Linked DNA regions of Mus musculus: region 2 is linked to region 1. A link is a contact called in public promoter capture Hi-C data. All regions are on one chromosome and are shown on one strand. The core of a region is the stretch at or near the end of the contact, and the rest is flanking DNA. Distances in the headings are between cores, read along the strand shown. Region 1 holds the start of Arg1 (arginase, liver). Region 2 overlaps L3mbtl3 (L3MBTL3 histone methyl-lysine binding protein).

Region 1 (4,474 bases), core at 807-3,306:
TGGGGAGTCTGTCCATTTGGTGCTGGTGGGGAAACTGGGAGAGACAAAGGGGAAATGGAGGATTTAAACAAAATACAAAAAAAAAAAAATGGACGCAACAGTCAGCAATCACTGTGAATAGCAAATTCTTCATGCATCCAAGACTTAAGCCCAGCATCTTTCAGGCAGGAAAACAATCTACCCCTGAATGGCATTTTTCTTCTTTTCTTTTTACCTTTGGGGCAGGTTCTGTGTTGACCTTTGAACTAACCCTATAACCCCAGCAGGTGTTGAACCTATAATCCCCCTGCCTCATCCTCTCAAATAGCTGGAATTTGTGGGCCAGCACCAAGAGGCCCAAAGAAAGAGAAAGTTTAAATTAAATAGAAGAAAATGTAGAGGTATTGACAGGTGGTGGTATCACACACCTTTAATCCCAGCACTCAGGAGGCAGTGACAGATTGCTATCTGTGAGTTCAAGGTTAGCCTGGTCTATAGGGCTAGTTCTAGGGTAGCCAGAGCCACACAAAGAAAACATGTCTCCAAAAAGCAAACAAAAATGTAGAGGTGCACATTTGGGATCTGGGAGCAGGTAAAACTTAAATTCCTAGCTAGCTTCAAATATATAGGAAAATTCTATCTTACATAAATCAATTTTTTAAAAAAATCTATAACCGTATATCAGAAAAACATAGTAAGATGAAAAATATATTTGAAAAGGAGGTATCAAAATGGTCCTGAGGGACTTTGGCTTCTTGATTTATTCATTCAATAAATGCAATACATTTATTCAATCAATAAGTCAATGTTTATTTTGTACTGAACGATTCTATGTACTGATGGTAGAGGGAACAGAATCTTTCTTGAGGTATTAAAATTCTGGGTGCTTTTTGTCCTCACAAGGTTAAAGAAATTTACTTCTGACATGTGGGTTTTCTTTTTAAAATTATAATCATGTAACTTTGTAACTGGGAGAATACTTGGTTGTGTTTCTTCTAAATTAATACTTTTAAAAATATTTCTTTAGTGTTGGGGGTGGCTTTACACAGGGACCGGACCACATCACCCACGTGGAGGTCAGAGATCAACTTGGAGGAGTTGACTCTTTCCTTGCACCAAATGGGTTCTTCGGGTCAAACTCGGGTCATCGGGCTTGGTGTTACCGGCTGGCCTCTCTCATCTGCCCTAGATCTCAGGGGGCCCTGCTGACACTCTGCTGGTGTGTAGATTAGAATCGCGGCAGCTCGGCGGGTGCAGAATGCCCATTGCTCCGTTTCGATTCTTCTGCAACCTGTATGTGACTAGCAACCTCACCAAGCTGCAGTCTCTTCCTGGGCAAAACAGCATAAGAATGATTCTCAGTCTGAAGTTAGTTTAAAGAGGAAACAGGAAGCGAAAGAACATTAACTAGAATAGCACTTGGCACACGACAAAGACAACTCATATTAGCTAGTTTGCTTTCCCTATCTTGGGATATCATGATTCCAAAAATGAGATTTTCCTGGAGACTGTATTTCAAAAATAGAACTGCTTTGGGTTGTCAGGGAAATAAATGATGCCTTCCTGTAAATAATAATAATAATAACAACAACAACAATATAAAACAAAAACCAGCCCCATGCTTTCCTAGACAGTGTAACCTGGTGACACATGAAATGTGTCTCACTTTCCCCAGAACTTGAAGCCTTGACTCAGGATGCTCAACAGGAGGGAAGTAAGAGACACCCCCCCCACCCCCTCACCCCCCCCCCCCACTTGCTGTTTTAGCCTCACCTTGCAAGTCCCCAGTGGACTTAAATCCTGGAAAAGGTGAGCACCCTGCCCTGAGGTGCCCAGGCCGGAAGCCTAGCACTTCACATGAGGTTATGAAATCACACATAATTGTCAATTGTCTGAGGAGAGATTAATGTCATCCAGCTGGCTTTTTCAAAAGGGTGTGAACTGGACGGATGAATAATGCTCAGAGGGAAGAATGGTAGTTCCTCTGATGGGGAGGTTCTGTTGACTCTGTCATTCTTCCATTCGGTGGGCGGAGCCAGTTGTTGGATAAACAGATCCAACCTGATTATAAGGGGGGAAAAAGATGTGCCCTCTGTCTTTTAGGGTTACGGCCGGTGGAGAGGAGCTGGACAGCCCGAGCACATGCAGCAGCAGCAGCCGCTGGAACCCAGAGAGAGCATGAGCTCCAAGCCAAAGTCCTTAGAGATTATCGGAGCGCCTTTCTCAAAAGGACAGGTGAGTTTGGCTTTGAATGACTGGAATTTATTGGGAAGTGTTACATTTTAACACTTGCCAGGCATCGTGGTCTAGCTGCAAGCTGGAAATGTTACATTCTTAACACTTAACAGGCGTTGCCTTGGGGCTACAAGCTTCCCAGCACCATCTGGGCTCCAGGTGCTAGAGCTCAAGTCTCTTCACCACTGTGTGGCATAGTATGCTTGCCGACTTTTGGATCCTGCCAAAGTCCATTTCAAGACAAAGAGTCACTACAAAGCTTGAAGAAAAACCCTCTGGATGTAGATCACCTGTGTCTGGGCTGCAGTTTCTCTCATAGTTACGGTGGCTCTTGGTGCTTTTGATGTTTTCTGAGTATGGAGTGAGAGATTGTAAGAAAACACATTAGTCTGGTTACGTAATTCATGCTTAGAAAAATGTAATGGGTGGTGGTAGGTAGCCTTTAGGCTTGTTTTAATTTGGATAACTTAAATAATAGAGCTTTTGCAAGTTTGCGAAGAATTCATGGTATTTTGAGCTTAATGATTTTGAGTATTAGTTGGGGGGGGGAGATGGGGGGGGAGGTGGGGGGTTTACATCTCTCTTTAAGGAGAACAAATAAAACAATACATCAGGTCTGCACGACTAATGGATCCATAAATCTCTGCCTAGCCCGCCTAAGTGACTCACGCATGTCAGCACTGCCTAAATGCGCTCCTCATTCCCCGTCTGCGTGGATACGCTCAGGCTGCTAATTAGAATGAGATAGCAGGATGCCTTAGGCTCCAACTCTCTGTGTTTAAAAAGGACGGGGGGAATCCAAGCCAAGCAAGGTGGTGTGTGACTCCTGGGTCCTTTTGTTTTACGTGGGGTCTTTCTCTTGGCTTTTAGACTCAGGCAGCCTTTAGCCTTTTAAACTGTGGAACCTAAAGATATAATCTGCCCCCCGCCCCCCCCCACACACACACCCTCTTCACTATACAAATTGTGGAAGGTTGGAGACCCAGACTGTATTTGGTATCAGTAATAGCATTTCACCTTCTATGGAAAAATCTCCACAGAGCTCTCCCAGAACACTAGAATATGGGGGTATTTTGTTGATTCATGATGCCTTTAAAACCACAATATGGCCGGGCGTGGTGGCGCACGCCTTTAATCCTAGCACTCGGGAGGCAGAGGCAGGTGGATCTCTGAGTTCGAGGCCAGCCTGGTCTACAAAGTGAGTTCCAGGATACCCAGGGCTATACAGAGAAACCCTGTCTCGAAAAACCAAAACAAACAAACAAACAAAAAATCACAATATGGGTCTGGATAAGTGGCTCAGTGGTTAAGAGCACTTGCTCCTCTTTGAGAAGACAAGGGTTCAGTTCCCATCCCCCACACCAGACGGCTCACAGTTGCCCATAGCTCAAGTTCCAGAGAACTCAGCACCATGTTCTGCCTCCATGAGCCACCCCCACATGCACACACACATAATGAAGCAAACATTTAAAAAAAAATCCATAATATGCTTACCTGTTCTTTTGTTTTAAAATTTTTACTTTTCTTCTTAAGTGTGTGTGTGTGTGTTTATGTCTTCAAGATTCATATACATTCAGGCACTGGGCCATCTCACCAGCCCTTCATTTATCCTTGAAATGGTTTATAAAACAGACTTGAAAATGATGACAACAACAACAACAATTAAAAAAAAAAAAAGAGGGAGGGAACCCAGGAGGACAGCAGGAAGGAAACAGACTTTGGCCTCTGGGCATCAGCAGAGGCCACCATCATGGTCAAAGCCCTTTTAGGAGACTCTGTCTTCAAATGCCATCTGCTGCCCTCTCCCAGTCTCAGGCAAGCTCCTCTGACAGAGATTCCCCTTAGCTGTGGGCAGGAGCCTGGAGTTCATTGTGTCAAGCCTGTAAGAACAGCGGCATATTTTCCTGTAGGAAGCCATTTGGCAGAGGGTGAAACTGTCAACACATATACATAGTTGGCCTACCTAGGCCTACCTAAGTGTGGTAGAAGTTTGACACTCGGGCAAAAGGAAGAGTAGAGGGAAGACAAAAGTTTGAGTCTGAGAACAACCCCATTCTCTGCCTCACCTCATTTCGGGACACTAACTGCAAAGTGAGAGGCACTGTTTTCATCTTGTGGTTGACTTAGCCAAGGCGTAGAGAACTCTGCCCATTTACTCAGTCATGGACTCTTCACCGTGTGCTTGCTTCCAGGCAGGATTGTTTTATTCCAAAGCTTGTGCTCAGCTCTAGAGGAAATCTTTACCTGTGGCCAGTAAGGG
Region 2 (4,474 bases), core at 1,240-3,739, 1.4 Mb before region 1:
CTGTGAATGCCTGTCCTTGAAGCAGGGTACAGAGTGTGTAGGTCTTTGCTGCTGAAGTGCGCGCTCATCTCTAATTAAATCTGCGTGTTTCCATAGACAGTGATCCCGTCAGGCTTTCGAGTTGGGATGAAGCTCGAGGCTGCAGACAAAAAGAGCCCTTCTGTCATCTGTGTTGCTACGGTAACAGATATGGTGGACAATCGTTTCCTGGTACATTTTGACAACTGGGATGAGAGCTATGACTATTGGTGAGACAGTTTCCATTACAACGCTTTTGAAATTTTAATGCTTATCTAGGGAAAAAAATCAGTACACAGTTCAAAATAAGGGACAATATGAAGTTCATAAGAAGCCCAAAAGTTCTAACTATGACTGACGTCAGCCTCGCTCTTAGGAGGTGGTGCAGGAGGATCGGGGCTCAAGGCCATCCTCTGCTACCTAGGGAATTGTGAGACTGTCTTGAAAAGAATAACAGTGCTCACATGGCAAGTCATGACTACCCTTAACTTTGTCTCTGGGGAGTCAAGTGCCCCCTTCTGTTGTCTGAGCACTGCACACACGGTACACAGAAATATAAGCAGGCAAATTACCCATACACAGAAAAATAAAATAAAATACTATAAGAGAAAAGAAAGAAAATAAAAAGCAAAAATTAAATCAAAATTCTGCTCCACTTTTTTGTATTACAGGTTTGTAAGCTTGTTCTACATTATATTTTTAAGCATGTCCCATGCCAGGAGTGGTGGCCCACACCTTTAATCCCAGCACTTGGGAGGCAGAGGCAGGCGGATTTCTGAGTTCGAGGCCAGCCTGGTCTACAGAGTGAGTTTCAGGACAGTCAGGGCTACACAGAGAAACCCTGTCTCGAAAAACCAAAAAAAAAAAAAAAAAAAAAAAAAAGAAGAAGAAGAAGAAGCATGCCCCATATTGTATCTCTAGTACAATATATTTCTAATGAAATCCTTTGAAATGACTCAGGATGTGTATTTGATTTAACAAACATAAAATTTGTATTCCTGAATTCCCAACACATGCCTCCATGTCTGAGCATGCACAGGCTCATTTTCTTCCTCATCTTGAGAGTCTTGTATAACTCTTTGAGAATTTTAACTATCTTTCCATATATTTATACTCAGCTAATTGAACCATTCAGATAGCTGAATACAAATGATATCATTTAAGGAATATTTTTTATTATTATATTATCTTACCATTTTCATAGTATGATGCTCTTAAAGTACAAAGTCTCTTTGTATTGCCCTAACTTTCCTGAAACTTGAGGTGCAGAACAGGGCTGGCCTTGAACTCACAGAGATCAACCTGCCTCTGTTGTCCAGGACATCACAGTGTTTTAAAGCCATAATTACTTCTTCAGTATGACATTGACTCTGCACATGGATTTCTGGAAGAAAGTAATGACCATGGGAAGCTTTTCACAAGTGCCCTGGTGAATAAACAGATAGAACCCTGCTTCCTTCTGATAAATGCAAAGGGAAATCTGCTCTCTTATAACTCATTCTGCATATTTAAAAGCATACACTAATGCCTTTATCTTCAGACTGGGATGTCTTTGAGGGCTACTTATGTTTCTATTGACATGAAATGATATTTTGTTAATTGTCAGCAAAAGAAAGTGTGTTCCCTTCCTTAGTGTGCAACTAAGGCACATTTAAAATTGCTTAATGCTGGACTGTCTCTATTTCTCTAGTCTTTTGAATTTGGGATTTTTTTCTTCCTGTATAAATTACTTTGGTGTGTAATTGAGGTTACATATTTCCTTTCCTTTTTTAGTTTAAAGTAGTTTTGAAATGAGAGCTCCCAGCCCCGTAGTATAGAGATGCTGTATTCCACTTTATACAGAAGAAATGAAAAGCATGTGTCTGTCTACATCAAGATAGTGTGTGTTTAGTTGTAATGAAGAATTTCTGCCTTCTAAAAAGGAACATGAGGAAATTGTGTGCAGGACTGAGGAAAGGAAAAGAGTGTATGCTAAAAATAAAATATACCTCTGGGTTTCCTGATAGTTGTTCGCCTCAAGGTCAGTCTTAATATTCACAGAATATTCAAACTAGACATTACTTTAAAGATGCAGGAAGGAAGCCGGGCAGTGGTGGCACATGCCTTTAATCCCAGCACTTGGGAGGCAGAGGCAGGCGGATTTCTGAGTTCAAGGCCAGCCTGGTCTACAGAGTGAGTTCTAGGACAACCAGGGCTATACAGAGAAACCCTGTCTAAAAAAACCAAAAAATAAAAAATAAAGATGCAGGAAGGAAAGTGAGGATTGTTACTAGGATCCTACCAGAGATGAGTCAACAAATTGAAAGTCTTCACTCCAGTAGCCTTGGACTGCACTCAGGTATTCAAGACCCAAAGATAGCACCAAGTATTTCGGGTAGGGGTTTTTAAAAGGTAGAAACCACATCCTGTATGTCTTGCTCTGCAGCTGCAGGGAGAGGTTTTGCGCAAGAAAATCTTTTAACAGATGCTAAGATAAGCAGTTAGATGGAGGAGGGGTTTTGTACAAACAGTCAGTTTAGCAGAAGCTAAGGTAAGGTAGCTGGAGTGTTGTGACCTTGGGCTCCTAGAATAGGGTTTGCTTGTTGTCTATGGGATTCTCTATCAAAGGGATCAAATTCTAGTTTAAACTTGAAATGGCCACAACAAGAGTACAAGATAGAGGAACCTCTGCATTGTCTTGCTCTGTTATAAGCACCTTAGGAATACTGTACCCTACCCCCTATTGCATACGCAGCCTCTTTCCCTCTTCCCTCCCTCTTGCCTGATATTGGGCTCCAGAGACAGAACATATGATGAGAATTGTCTCCTCTTCTTCCCCCCAGGCACTGGGAAATATTTTTCCTTGGAAAGAAATGCTATTTTAGTGTGATCGTGTCTTTGGGGATCCAGCTCCAGGACAGCATGACCATGGGACTTAATATGTTTAGCACAAAGTCCTGAGTGCGTGGATCTGCAGCCTCAGCCCCTTGGGTTTCAGTTTGTTGTGATGGATCTCTTGGTGAGTTAGGGCAAAAGTCAGCAAAGAGTAGATCTGTCGAAAGGGAAGCATCAAATTGGTGACGTGGAAGAAACCACCTTTCCCCAGCTGTTTCTGAGTAACTACAAACTGTGCCTCAAGGTCCAGCTCTTTAATATTTACAAGTTTACAATAATAATAACTTTAGTTTTCTCATAATATAATATTAACTGATTTGTAACATGGGTCTTAGAGTGCCATGAACTTTTATTACTAAGTTTAGTTGGAAGTACACTGAGTGGTGTTTTTGCAGAAGGGCATGCAGTGAATGGAACTTAAGTCTTGAACTTTGGCACTGGGGACCTGTGTTCTCAGGTAGGAGAGAAACGTGCCCTCAGTCATTGGTGCTTAGGGTTTAATTGTGTACCCACCTCCAACCCCACCCCACCCCACCCCCACCCCGTACCATCTGTTGCTGTCTTGTGTGGCATGTGGAATGAAGGATTGATTCAACCTCACTGGAGGGTTCATGAAGAAAGGCAGAAGACATGGGATTAGAGTTACACCTGAGGGGATGTTGAGTCACTGTCAGGCATGCTCTGTGGAAACTGGCACCTTGTAGCTTACTTAACTCTTGCGGCCTAGTTGCCCCTTCTGTAGGGGTCAGATAATACCTGCTTCATCGCATGCCACAGGATTCAAATAAAAGTTTCAGGGGGCAGAAATCAGTTCGCAAGTACTTGAAGCATGGAAGGGGCAAGTGCGGACATCATCTTCTAAGGTTGTATTCCTGCACTTAGAGTATGTTGAGTGTGGTTTCTGGGCTAGAAGAAGGTCTCAAAGCACTGTGAAGGAAGGGAGTGTAGCTATCTGACACGAGATGACTGGTCACATTAATCACGTCTTCTCTCTCAGCACAGAGAAAAAGAAGAAATATCCTTGCTTGGCTCTCATGCATACACATGGAAGTTGATGTAGTTTTTGGGAAAAGGAGGCTGGAGGATCAAAAAAGTGAAAGTCACTCTCTACACAGCAAATTCAAGGCTAGTCTGAGCTAAACAAATACCCACCTCCAACAAAGCACATCTCCCTTTTAACCCTAGGGGCTGGGGTACTCACTTAGCCTGTTGGAATTTGTATAACATGATCTTGCTCACTTTATAGTTAAATCATAAATATTGAGGGGTTTTTGTGTTTGTGAATTTGTTTTCTGAGCTTTTCAGAACCACCCACGATTGATCCACAGGGATCATAGCAGTCTGCTATTAGTAGTTCACCCGTGATTTGCATAAAGTCCTAAATGATGGAGATAGGGAGAAGAAGTGAAAAGTGATTGGTGCCGGTCACTTGTCACATGTCTGCCTTCGAACACTGGATGGGACTATGATGACTTGTTCGGTGGCAAAGGAAATGAGTTTGGAGCCTTCCAACTTTTGAGTGGGGCGCTGTGTGCTACTGACAGAGTATAAGGAAAATGGGTCAGAGTGGGCTATGCTTATT

What was found. Promoter capture Hi-C pulls out the DNA fragments that hold promoters and counts their contacts.
Region 2: a contact with region 1 is called in a promoter capture Hi-C map of pre-B cells, with 4 times the contacts expected there. The contact joins the enhancer-like site here to the promoter of Arg1 in region 1. A contact is called at or near these places in 3 of 39 promoter capture datasets (cranial neural crest, hippocampal neurons and pre-B cells) and 1 of 9 other capture datasets (adipose tissue).

Annotation. Positions count from the first base shown.
Region 1 is chr10:24,925,052-24,929,525 of GRCm38.p6, reverse strand. Arg1 (arginase, liver) reads left to right here and starts at 2,056. Exons shown (of 8, transcript NM_007482.3): 1 at 2,056-2,214. The coding sequence starts at 2,158. It overlaps Gm40616 (a long non-coding RNA gene), which reads right to left. Exons shown (of 4, transcript XR_001779741.2): 2 at 3,709-4,474; 3 at 1,753-2,564; 4 at 1-34.
Region 2 is chr10:26,323,461-26,327,934 of GRCm38.p6, reverse strand. It overlaps L3mbtl3 (L3MBTL3 histone methyl-lysine binding protein), which reads left to right. Exons shown (of 22, transcript NM_001359254.1): 12 at 97-248. Among named protein-coding and RNA genes, the nearest start is that of L3mbtl3, 48 kb to the left of the region's middle. Within about 2 kb of position 2,489, at least 56 of the 459 cell types and tissues checked have an H3K27ac peak or open chromatin away from gene starts, as enhancers often do. A contact at or near this core is called in pre-B cells, where this site is marked.